Regions from separate parts of the Mus musculus genome. Here region 1 is linked to region 2. The links are chromatin contacts, called in public Hi-C maps. All regions are on one chromosome and are shown on one strand. Each heading gives the region's core, a stretch centred on a gene start, on an enhancer-like site or on the middle of the called end of the contact. The rest is flanking DNA. Distances are from core to core; before and after follow the strand shown.

Region 1 (5,868 bases), core at 2,999-5,498, 580 kb after region 2:
GTTCTCGGCCTGGCTACCCTTCCTGAATGACTGTAGCTGTGAGGAGAATTAAACCCTTTCCTCTCCAACATGATTGTGGTTATGGTGTTTATTATAGCAGTAGAAAGCAACCTAACTTGAATTCAGTTTTAGCATTATGACTACCTCCTGGATAGACACTGAGCCACAGGTATGTATGTTAAGCACAAGAGCTGGCCAAGGGAAAAGTAACTTCTTAGGAGACACGATGGAGCTCTGGTCAGAGCATAGGTGTTATGACTTTGACTGTGAGCTCTGTTCTTACCCCTTGGAGGGATGGGAGACTAGGGTTATGGACCTACCTCTTGGCTTCACGAATGACTGACAGTGAGATCTCTGGACAAGTCTCTTCAGCTAGGCCAACATGATGTGCTTGGACCCAAGTGTTCCTGTGAAGGCTGAGTCCCTGCCCCTGCTTTCATTTCTCTAAGGACTTCCTTTTGCCTCCTAAACTGTGCCAAGGCCCTGTATGATGCCACCTCCCTCCACAATGCCTTCTGCTACTCCTTCCAAAGTCAATCTTCCTGAGCCATGCACTGGTCTCCTCTTTGCCCTTCAAAGAATCAGTCATGAGCTGGGAAGTTGGCCCAGAGGATAAAGATCCTGGCTAAAGAAGTCCGACTAGAGACCTAATAGGGTCACTGTATCTGACAACCTGAGTTCCATACCAGAGGTCTGCACGCTAAATCTCTAAACTGACTTCTACGGGTTATCCTCTGATTTCCACATGTACTCTGTGGTATCTGCATGCATACATATGTACACACACACACACACACACACTAATAAAAAACCAAGTTCCGAGACAGGAAGGAAATGGTCATAGATTTTTCCCAAATTAATTATTTTAAAATTTTTAATATTCATTTTTATTTTTTTTTTGAGATAGAATCCCATATAGCCCATGCTGCCTTCTTGCTATGTAGCTGGTAATGGTCTTGAACCTCCGATCCTTTGCCTCCATCTCCCTTTGCATGCACCACCACTCCCAGGTTATGCCACGCTGGGGATTGAACCCAGGGCTTCATTAGTGCTAACTAAGCAGGCACTCCGCCAACTGAGCTACAGTCTAGCCCCTTATTATTTTTATCTGGATTTTCTTTTTAATTAATGTTTTAGTGAGCACATAAAATAGTGTACCTTTAGGACATTTTCATACATAATATATTAATCTTTGTTTTTAATCCTGAAGTTAGACAGTGCTGGAGTTTGGTGGGAGTCGCCTTGGCCTCTGAGCCGAGTAGACATGGATTCTAGTGGCAGCTCTGCTACCTGCTGGCCCCACCAGGCCTCCTCGATTCTGGAGTCCTTGCTTCACAACTAGAACTTAAAGGTAGTGTGACATCTCCATGAAGGGGACATTGAATTAGACGTTGTTTAGAAAGTGCCTGGGTACAGCTGGCCCTCGGGAGATCTTGAGTCTTCTAGAGGGCCTCTGTATCACTCAGACACTTCCATCCCCACACCGAGATCTCCTGAGGATGTCTTTTGTCTTCATCGTTTACTCTGTGGAACCGTCACAGAACTGATCTCCAGTGTGGTTTTGTGAGCACATGGTAAAATCTACTCCAAGGCCATTGTCCTGATTCTGGCTGCTATACAAAAATCCCAAACTCAGTGGCTGGAAGTAACACACCCAGTAGGCTGGTTAGCGCCCTTCTGGAGCCCGGAAAGTTGAGGTCAGGGTGCCATCACGGCTGTGTTCTGGTGAGGCCTTCTTCCCCTGCTGGCAAGCTACTGTAGAACCATTGTATCCTCATGGAAGAAAGAGAGGTGAGGAGTTTCTCTAGGGCACCTTCACTGGGCACCTCTCCCATTCGTGGGGGTGCCATCCTTGTGCCCTAAAAACCACCATCACTTCCTGGTTCAAGCTTTCAACCCGTACACCCATCAATAGCCCTCATTCTACCAGTGGTTTCCACAGCAGGAGAGGCAAGGGTCGCACAGCAGGTGAGCAGAGCACTGCCTTGTGCCTGAGGTGCAGAGCCATAGAGAGCCTGGAGCTTTCATCCCTCACCACTCTGCTGCATCGGTCTACACACTGCTTGCACACAGCATTCCGGGTCTTGTCCTGGAAGTTAGAAACAGTGCAGTTCCATAGACTTGGGAGAAGTTTTAGGCTTCAAGGGAGCAGCTGGCAAACACAGAGGAAACTCTTCATAGCCTTCATAAAATTGTTTAGACAGGGCTGGAGAGATGGCTCAGTAGTTAAGTACACTGGCTGTCCTTCCAGAGAACCTGAATTCAATTCCCAGCACCTACATGGCAGCTCCCAATTATCTGTAACTCCAGTTCTAGAAGGAACTCTGGATATGCATACAGGCAAAACACCAATGCACCAATACAAATCAATGAACACAATTTTAAAGAAATATTTACACACAGGCTTATTATGGTAAATGCTCTCTGAAATAAAGCCACCAATTGGAAATGCAGGCAGAATCGCCCTGTTTCATCACTGATGCTTTGTCCAATTCACAAGCTTTTCGACTCCACTCAGAGCCTGCATGGCCTTGTGCTAGGTCCGAATCCCTGAGGACAGTTTTACAGCCATGATGGGGGTATGCATGGACAATGAATGTGACACACAATCTGAACCAAGTAGAAACGAACGGGGAATGCAAGAAACTGAGAGAGCCTGTATCCTAGCCCCGCAAGAAGGCTTCAGAGAGGGCTTCCTGGAAGAGCACACGCTTAAGTAGTTCTTCTCCCTCCTCTCTCTCTCCCCCTTATTTTCATTTCTTCTTTATTATGTGTACTGTGTGTGTGTGTGCGCGCGCGTGTGTGTCCAGAAGAAGGCATCAATCCCCAGAATTACCTGCAGCTGTGAGCCACCTAGGATGGGTATTGGAAAGCAACTGCAGTCCTCTGCAAGAGCATTGAGTGTTCTTCAGCACTAAGCCATTTCCTCAGCCCTTCTCCATCTTCCCTGAGTTTTCCCTTTCTGCTAACATGGCCTGTATTAAGTCTGAAAAGCCTGTGCTCAAGAAGTCAGCTACTCCAAAAGTCCTCCAGTTTTGCTTCATGTAATTCAAGTAATTTGAATTTAAGTAACTAAAAAATTCAAGTAGTTTGTGTTTGCCCACTGGATCTTAATGTTGGCATCCTGGCTAGAATTCTATATATTACTACAATTACACATTTTCCAAGCCTGGAAATGAAGCAAAAAAAAATCCTTGTGTAACATTTTACAGATAAAAAAATTAGGCTTATTCACCTTATGCCACAGTGAAAGGTGGTGGATTTTCTGCAGGGTTTTGGCTTGCTTTGGTTTTGGAATTTTGGTGTTGGTGTTGGTATATATAGATATAGATATAGATATATCTATATAAATATATACACAGACACACATATGTGTACACACATATATGTGTGTGTGTGTACATATGTGTATATATGATGATATTTCAGTGATACGCACACACACACTCATTCAAGAGAGAAAGAAAGAGGGACTCACACATACTAAATAGATAAATACAGGTTGTAACAACTTTCAAGTCTGAGATAGGAGAGCTGCAAGTTTGAGGCCAGCCTGGGCCATTTACCGAGATTCTGTCTAAAACATATAATTAGAAGGACTGGTGGCATAGGGAGCTTCCCTAGCAGCCCTGAGGCCCTGAGTTCACTTCCCAGCACTATAGACAGTCAAACCATCCTCGCTGGAGTTTTCTCAGTCTGGCCATCACAAAAGCAACTCTGCAGCAGCAGGGCTCAGTCACTCTGGTCACCTGTTCCTAGTGTCAGTCACATCATCTGGCAGCTTTGAGTCTGCAGCACGTGTTCTTTCTTAGCTCTGAGGACTGAACTAGAGCCTCACACAAACTGAAGCACTGACCAGCACCCAGCCCACCCAGCAATGGCTTTATACTTCCTCCCCAAGGCTGAAGTTGATGTCATTCACTCACAACAAACAAAAGCATCCAAGGGAGAAATCGTTCCTAAGGCTTAGACTTCTTCAAAATCTTAACTACAAGAGGAAGTATTTCCACAGCTTCTATGTCTATTCCCTCAGCTTCCTCAGAGCTGAGCCCAGTAGAAAAGCACCTCCTGCTACCAGTGCAAAGTGGTGGGTTTTCTGCAGTTTTTGCTTTCTTTTCATTTTGTTGTCGTCGTTGTTATTATTGTTGTTGTTTGTTCTGTTTTGTTTTTGAGACAGGGGCTCATATATTTCAGGCTGGCCTCAAACTCATTAAGTAGCCAAGGATGACCTTGAATTCCTCCCCCTACTTCTACCTCTTAAGTGCTGAGATCACAGGCTTAGGCCAGCAAACGCTGTTTATGCAGTGTTAGAATTCAAACCCAGAGCTTCTTGCATGCTGGGCAATCACTCTATCAAGGGAACTTCATCCCCAGCACTGTGTGTGTGTGTGTGTGTGTGTGTGTGTGTGTGTGTGTGTGTGTGTGTGAATGTGGATGTGCATGTACCACAATGTAAGCATGGAGGTCAGAAGTCAACCTTAGGAGTCTGTCCTCACCTTTCACATTGTGACAGGGTCTCTACTGTTTCCCCACTGTATATGGCAGGATAGGTGGGCTCCTGGCTTCTGGGGGATTCTCCTATCTCGGCCTCACATCTACCTGTAGGAGTGCTGGCATTACAAACACTCATGCTATGTGTCTGGGAACTTGAACTCACCACCTCATGCTTGCACGAGGGCACTTATCTACTGACTAAATTTCCCCAGCTCCTCCCCCGCCCCCAGGCCTGCTTTATTTGTTATTTTGTTGTTCTTGCTGTTGTTTGAGGCAGGGTCTCACCATGTAGCCCAGGCTGGGCTAGAATTTGGAAATCCTTCTTCAACATTCTAAGTGTCAGGATCACAGGCACGGGCACCATGTCGTGGTCTTCACGGAAGCTCCGTTCATCCCTGAATCACACTCTCTCACACTCTCTTCTTCACTTGTCCCGTGGTTTTGTGGATTACAATACACAAGTGGCAGACATCACTGGTATTACTCCTTCTCAGGAGATAGGGGAAAGAAATTAATAACAAAGAGCCAAGTATTTCTGAGCAACAAGTCAGGCACCTGCCACACACCTAACCCCCTCTCCTCACAACAGCCTGGCGAGGCCAAGGAAGACAGAGCCCTCAGAAATGTTTAAGGTCACCTTAGTAAGAGAAGACAGGGCCCGATGGGAAAATAAGGCCTGTGGTCGTTACCCATGATGTCTCTGGGAGGTGAGCCAGCAAAACAGATGAGGTTTCCTGCTCAGATCTGTTCTGGTGAGGTCTGCCCAGCAGGAAGGACCTGCTGAAATAATGATGTCATTAATATAAGTGTTTATTCTAAGCTAGTGTCTATTAAACAACGTCCTGCCAAGGCTGTTGCGCCAAACTCACTCAAGTCCTATGGAATGGGTGCAAAAATAAATTCAGGATACAAATCAGAGAGTGATGACCCCTATAATGTAGTGTTTGGGAGGAGTGGGCAGGAGCATCAGGCGTTCATGGTCATCCTTAGCTCTAAGTCAGCAGCAGAGCAGGGCTTCAGGGAGCCATCTGGAGAGTATGGGTGTGTGTGTTAGTATTTAGTGGGTGGTGCCAGGACTGTAGGCTTTGTCTGCCCCTTATCTCTCATGCACAAGGCAGTGGAAGAAGAGGGATGGGGGTGGTGTGTTAGATGACAGGGTACAGCTACTTGTTACCCTGTTTAGAGACTGCTTAGTTACCTCCTTCTGATGCCAAGGCACGGTTATTGATACAATTAATTTTCTTGTAGATAGGAACTAGCCATAGGCTAAATTGATATTTTTAAACTTTATTACAATTGTAAGGTTCAAACAATATCCCTTGGAATTTTGGCCTTCCCCTATCCTGGATGTGGGAGGTGTACCCTGGCATAGGA
Region 2 (5,091 bases), core at 798-3,297:
TATCCTGACATGCTGAGGAGGCTCAAAGGATGGACACAGTTTATCCAGTGACACAAAATTAAGAATGCAAACAAAAATGGCCGACTCAAAGCCTTGGGCTGACTTAGTGCACAGAGCAGTCCCTGGTTCTCTGCTGAGCCTCCAGGCCAGGTCCATCTGTTGTCTAACCCACAGCAGTACAAGCTGTGACTCCAGTGCTTATCATGTGCCAAACACTGAGTAAACCACAGAACACGTTACTTGAATATATCAGCATTCATGGGAGGTGTGAGGGCCCTGTGGAAAGCAGAGGAAGGTCAAAGGTGAAGCAAGAGGCAGAAGCCACTGTTCAGAGAATCCAGGAGGCTAGCCGAGTTCCAGCCAGAGAAGCCAGTACAGTGCTGGATGAAGGCCGACTCTGAAAACCCAGGCTTTTGGGCTGTATTCACCACCATCCACCTTCCCCATCTTACAGAACCAGTCATAACTCAGAGATAAGGAGGTGCCTGCATTCAGTGGAGAGAGAACTCAGCAGTTAAGAGCAATGGCTGCTCTTACAGAGGATTTGGGGTTGATTCCCAGAACTCACATGACGGCTCACAATTATCTGTAATTCCAGTTTCAAGAGGTCAGATGCCCTCTTCTGGCCTCCAAGGGCACCAGGCACACATCTGATACACAAGACATATATGCAGGCAAATACCCATACACATAAAAACATAATGAACATAATGAAATAATAGTTTTAGGAGTTAAAAACAAAACAAAATAAAAGCGTGCGTGTACACACACACACACACACACACACACACACACACACACGCACACGCGCACGCCTTCCAGGATCTCTTTACTGACTCCAGTTCCATGGTCTCTGTCACCCACATTAGTCCTGTATGTGACTTGATCTCTTTCCATGGCTGAACGGGAGCTTCCTCTCGCTGCTCTCTCTGCATTTCTTTCTAGCAGGTGGAGCTGTGGGAGAGTGACGAACTATACTAAAAAGACACTAGTACTCGGTATTTTGTAAGGCTCCAGCCTTGGCATTGTCCTGAGAAGGGGGATCCTGGCAGCCCGGGAGGTGTTAAAAAAAACAAACAAACAAACAAAAAAACAAAACAAAACAAAACAAACAAACAAAAAAAAAAACGTGAACCGAACTTTTTGGCCTTGCTTTCGTGGAAACATGCCCTCTTCCGCGAGCGAGCCGCTAGGTGGCAGGCGATACCCTAGCTCAGAGTGAGCTGCGTCCAACCGCAGTAGGAATTTTCCTCCTTGTACAACACAAAGCCAGACTTTTCTCTGCGGCCTGGCCACCAGAACATTCTGTCCCGCCAGAGGCCGGTGGTCAGGATCCACCCGCGTTGGGAGAACCTCTTCTGTTTGCACGGCTTGACGGAGAACACTACTGTTGATTTTATGGTGACTGCTACCTTGTAGCCTCCAAAACTTAGTGAGCCTGGGCCTGGGGAAGGCTGTCACAACTTATTTATTTATTTATTTATTTATTTATTTATTTATTTCCATTTTTTATTAGGTATTTAGCTCATTTACATTTCCAATGCTATACCAAAAGTCCCTCATACCCACCCACCCCCACTCCCGGCTGTCACAACTTTGAGGAGCAGGGATGTTGCTGGTGCGAAGGAAGCCTGGCTGCTGCTCCGGGCTCTTCTGCACAATGCCTCCTCCTTCTGGATCTAGAGCTTGTGCACCCTTGGGGAAGCCAGCCACACTGCATCCCTGCCAAGCTCTGTCTCGGGCCTATGGGTGCAGGGGAAGGCATTTGTGGTTTTTTTGTTATTGTTGTTGTGGGGTGGTGGTGGTTTGTTTTTGTTTTTGTTTTGTTTTGTTTTGTTTCCAACAGAACTCAAAGACCTGGAGACTGGGATTGTGTACATTGTTGGGGGAACTCTCCTGTGTGCACGGCTGTAGCGGGACACTTTGTGAAGCAGCGTCCACGTTCTCTAATTTAGAAAGTAAAAGTAAAAGGAGCTCAGTGTGGGCGCAAGCCTTTGGTTCCAGCACTCAGGAAATAGAGACAGGAAGAGCTCTGTGAATTTCAGGCCAGCCAGAGTTACACAGTGAGATCCTCTTTCTAAGTATCTAACTAGGGCTGGGGAGATGGCTCAGAGGAGAACCTAGGTTCCCAGCACACAGTGGTTGCTCACAACCACCGGTAACCCCGGTTCTAGAGGACCTGATCCATTGTCTGACCGCCTCGGCACACATGCAGACAGGACACTCATACACATAAAGTAAAAGACATAGATCTTAAAGGAAATTAGAAGGGACTGGGGAGAGCAAGTCGTGTTTTTTCAGGGGTGTTGACACTGGTTAGTTGTGCATGGTCCACAACCCCGCCCCGTGCTCCTGCAAGCAACCCTGACTGAACACAGCGTGGCTCCAGACCCAAAGTAAAGCAAACAAAAAGGCTCAGAAGTACCGGAGGGACTTGGGAAGATGAAAGCAGTCAACAGGCAGTAGGAGGGCGGGAAGGGGTGGAGGGGGCGGGTCCGAGAAAGTACTTTATGCAAATGTATGACTGTTTAAGAATAAAAAGATGAGTTTTAAAGAGATTTTTTAAAACTAACTATAGGTAAATAAATAGAGAGGATCTCCGATACACTTCCTGCTCCTAATTTATTCTTTTTACATGTAGATGAAACCCACATGCCTTCCTCTAGGGACCTGGAGATGGTGATCACGTCATCCACATATACACACACGTCATTGGAGACTATAGTGTGTTGGTCTGCACTCGGCAGTCAGAAAGTCAGAGGGATTGTCAAAGACCTGTTGGTGAATTTCGTCTCAGGTCTGTTCACTTTCACACATGAAGGAGCCTAGCATTTGTTGGATATAATCTGCTTCTTAGACAGGGCACATCTGCCTGCTTTAAATGCCTGGTATGAATTCTGTCTTATGAACATCTGTGACATAGCCCGTGGACATCTCCGTTTTACCCATGAGGAGGCTGGGCTTTAGAGCTCCTGTAACTTGAGCAAGGACTCCCTAACTAACGTCCAGTGAGTGGTTAAAGCTGGAGGCAGGATACAGAGCTGCCTAACCACAAAACCACCACAGCTATGAGCCTCCCACCTGATCCCCAAGGCAACTCAAGTCATGGTCCCCTCCAGTCATGTGCCATATACACTTTAGCTTAAAATTTCCTTTCAGGTATTCTAGCCCAAGTCCCTCCTATTCCTTAATTTTCTTTTCTTTTCCTCTTTTTTTCCCCCTTATCAAACCAGGATGATGTTTTGTGGCTCAGGACGACTTTGAAGTCAGGATTCCCTTGCCCTCACCTTCCGGGTGCTAGGATTACAGGTGTGCACACCCATGCCTGGTTTTATACCTTACTTGGGTTGCAGCCAGGGCTTCCAGCATGCTAGGCAAGCACTCTGTCAGATACACTTCATCCTTAGCCTAGTTTGTGGTTGTTTTGTGTTTTAACAGAGTGGTGATTTGTTTGTTATTTTAAGCGGAAGTCAGACTTCCTCCCAATAATGATCCATTATAAACTAGGACGCAGGAAAGAATTCATGAAAACCAATTGTAGATTTGGATGTTTGTTAGTATGTTTTTCTTTCTGGAATTAGTTCTTTAATTATACTTATTTATATTGATCAATTGCTGTGATTAGAATATCAAAAAGAATTCAAGAAGATAAAATTACCTTGTCTCATAGCCTGCATAATTATTTCAATTCTAAGTCATACCATATGTATTTACATTTCAATTCCAAATCCTTAACTTCAGATATTATATTTTTTACTTTTTTTTTAAGATTTATTTATTTATTTATTATATGTAAGTACACTGTAGCTGTCCTCAGACACTCCAGAAGAGGGAGTCAGATCTCGTGATCGGATGGTTGTGAGCCACCATGTGGTTGCTGGGATTTGAACTCCTGACCTTCGGAAGAGCAGTCAGGTGCTCTTACCCACTGAGCCATCTCACCAGCCCTATTTTTTATTTTTTTGTTTTTGCTTTTTATTTTGTTTTGAGACAGTCTCACTATATAACCATGGCTGTCCTGGAACTCCCTATATGGACCAGATTGACTTTAAACTCACAGAGATCCATTGGCCTCAAACTTAGAGATCCACATGCCTCTGCCTCCAGAATTAAAGGGCTTAAATTAGTAGGCTTAAAGGCATGAGCCATCTCACCCAACAAATTTTAATGCTTTTAAATTGTATTTTTTTTTTTATTTTATGAGTGTTTTGCCTGCATGCATGTATGTACAACCCATGTGCTGTTCAGAGAGCAGGAAGAGGGCATCAAATGCCCTAAAACTGGAGTTAGAAGAGCAGCAAGTGCTCTTAACTGTGAGTCGTCTCCCCACCCTCCATTGTGATATATCCATTCCATCTTATTTAAGAACATGTGTGTGCTTCATGTCTTTATCCATTCATCTGTAATGACGTGTAGGTCGGCTTATACCTCAGTTCTTACAGGCAGTGCCAGAGTGAACACAGGACTTCTAATGTCTTGTCAAGATCCCGACTTCGGTTCTTTTGGATTAGTATGCGGAAGTGGGATTACTGAACAATACGGCTGTTCTATCTTTAACCTTTTGAGGAACCTGCCTACTGTTTTCCAGAATATTTCTGCCAACAGGATTCAAAGGTTTCTCTTTTGCCCACACACCACCTCTACTTCTTCTTCTTCTTCTTCTTCTTCTTCTTCTTCTTCTTCTTCTTCTTCTTCTTCTTCTTCTTCTTCTTCTTCTTCTTCTTCTTTTCTTCTTCTTCTTCTTTTCTTCTTCTTCTTCTTCCTCCTCCTCCTCCTCCTCATCTTCCTTCTCCTCTTCTTCCTCCTCCTCCTTTTCTTCTTTTTTCTTTCCTATGATGATAGCATCCTGAAAGGCTCAGGCAATGTCTCTGTGGTTTTGATTCACACTTCACAGAAATTCAGTGATGCTGGTCATTTTTTTTTTCACATGCTTGTTGGACACTTTGTATATTTTCTTTGGAGAAATGTCTATTCAGGTCCTTTGTTCACTTTTAAAAACAGGTTACTAGTTTTAGATTTATTAACTTAATGGAATTCTTTATGTATTTTGGAGGTTAGTACCTTCTCACATATAAGACATGAAAATGCCCT

The links. Hi-C and Micro-C count contacts between places; a contact is called where the count stands out from the background.
Region 1: a contact with region 2 is called in a Hi-C map of the G1E-ER4 cell line, with 4 times the contacts expected there. The contact joins two enhancer-like sites. A contact is called at or near these places in 6 of 39 promoter capture datasets (3T3-L1-derived adipocytes, the HPC-7 cell line, cranial neural crest and 3 more), 1 of 484 Hi-C or Micro-C datasets (the G1E-ER4 cell line), 3 of 115 datasets of contacts at active chromatin or transcription factors (bone marrow-derived macrophages, large pre-B cells and pancreatic cancer cells) and 2 of 9 other capture datasets (adipose tissue and embryonic stem cells).

Annotation. Positions count from the first base shown.
Region 1 is chr7:98,324,608-98,330,475 of GRCm38.p6, forward strand. No RefSeq gene overlaps it. Among named protein-coding and RNA genes, the nearest start is that of Acer3, 18 kb to the left of the region's middle. Within about 2 kb of position 4,249, at least 29 of the 459 cell types and tissues checked have an H3K27ac peak or open chromatin away from gene starts, as enhancers often do. A contact at or near this core is called in the G1E-ER4 cell line, adipose tissue, bone marrow-derived macrophages and 1 more, where this site is marked.
Region 2 is chr7:97,747,049-97,752,139 of GRCm38.p6, forward strand. No RefSeq gene overlaps it. Among named protein-coding and RNA genes, the nearest start is that of Aqp11, 11 kb to the left of the region's middle. Within about 2 kb of position 2,048, at least 234 of the 459 cell types and tissues checked have an H3K27ac peak or open chromatin away from gene starts, as enhancers often do. A contact at or near this core is called in the G1E-ER4 cell line, adipose tissue, bone marrow-derived macrophages and 1 more, where this site is marked.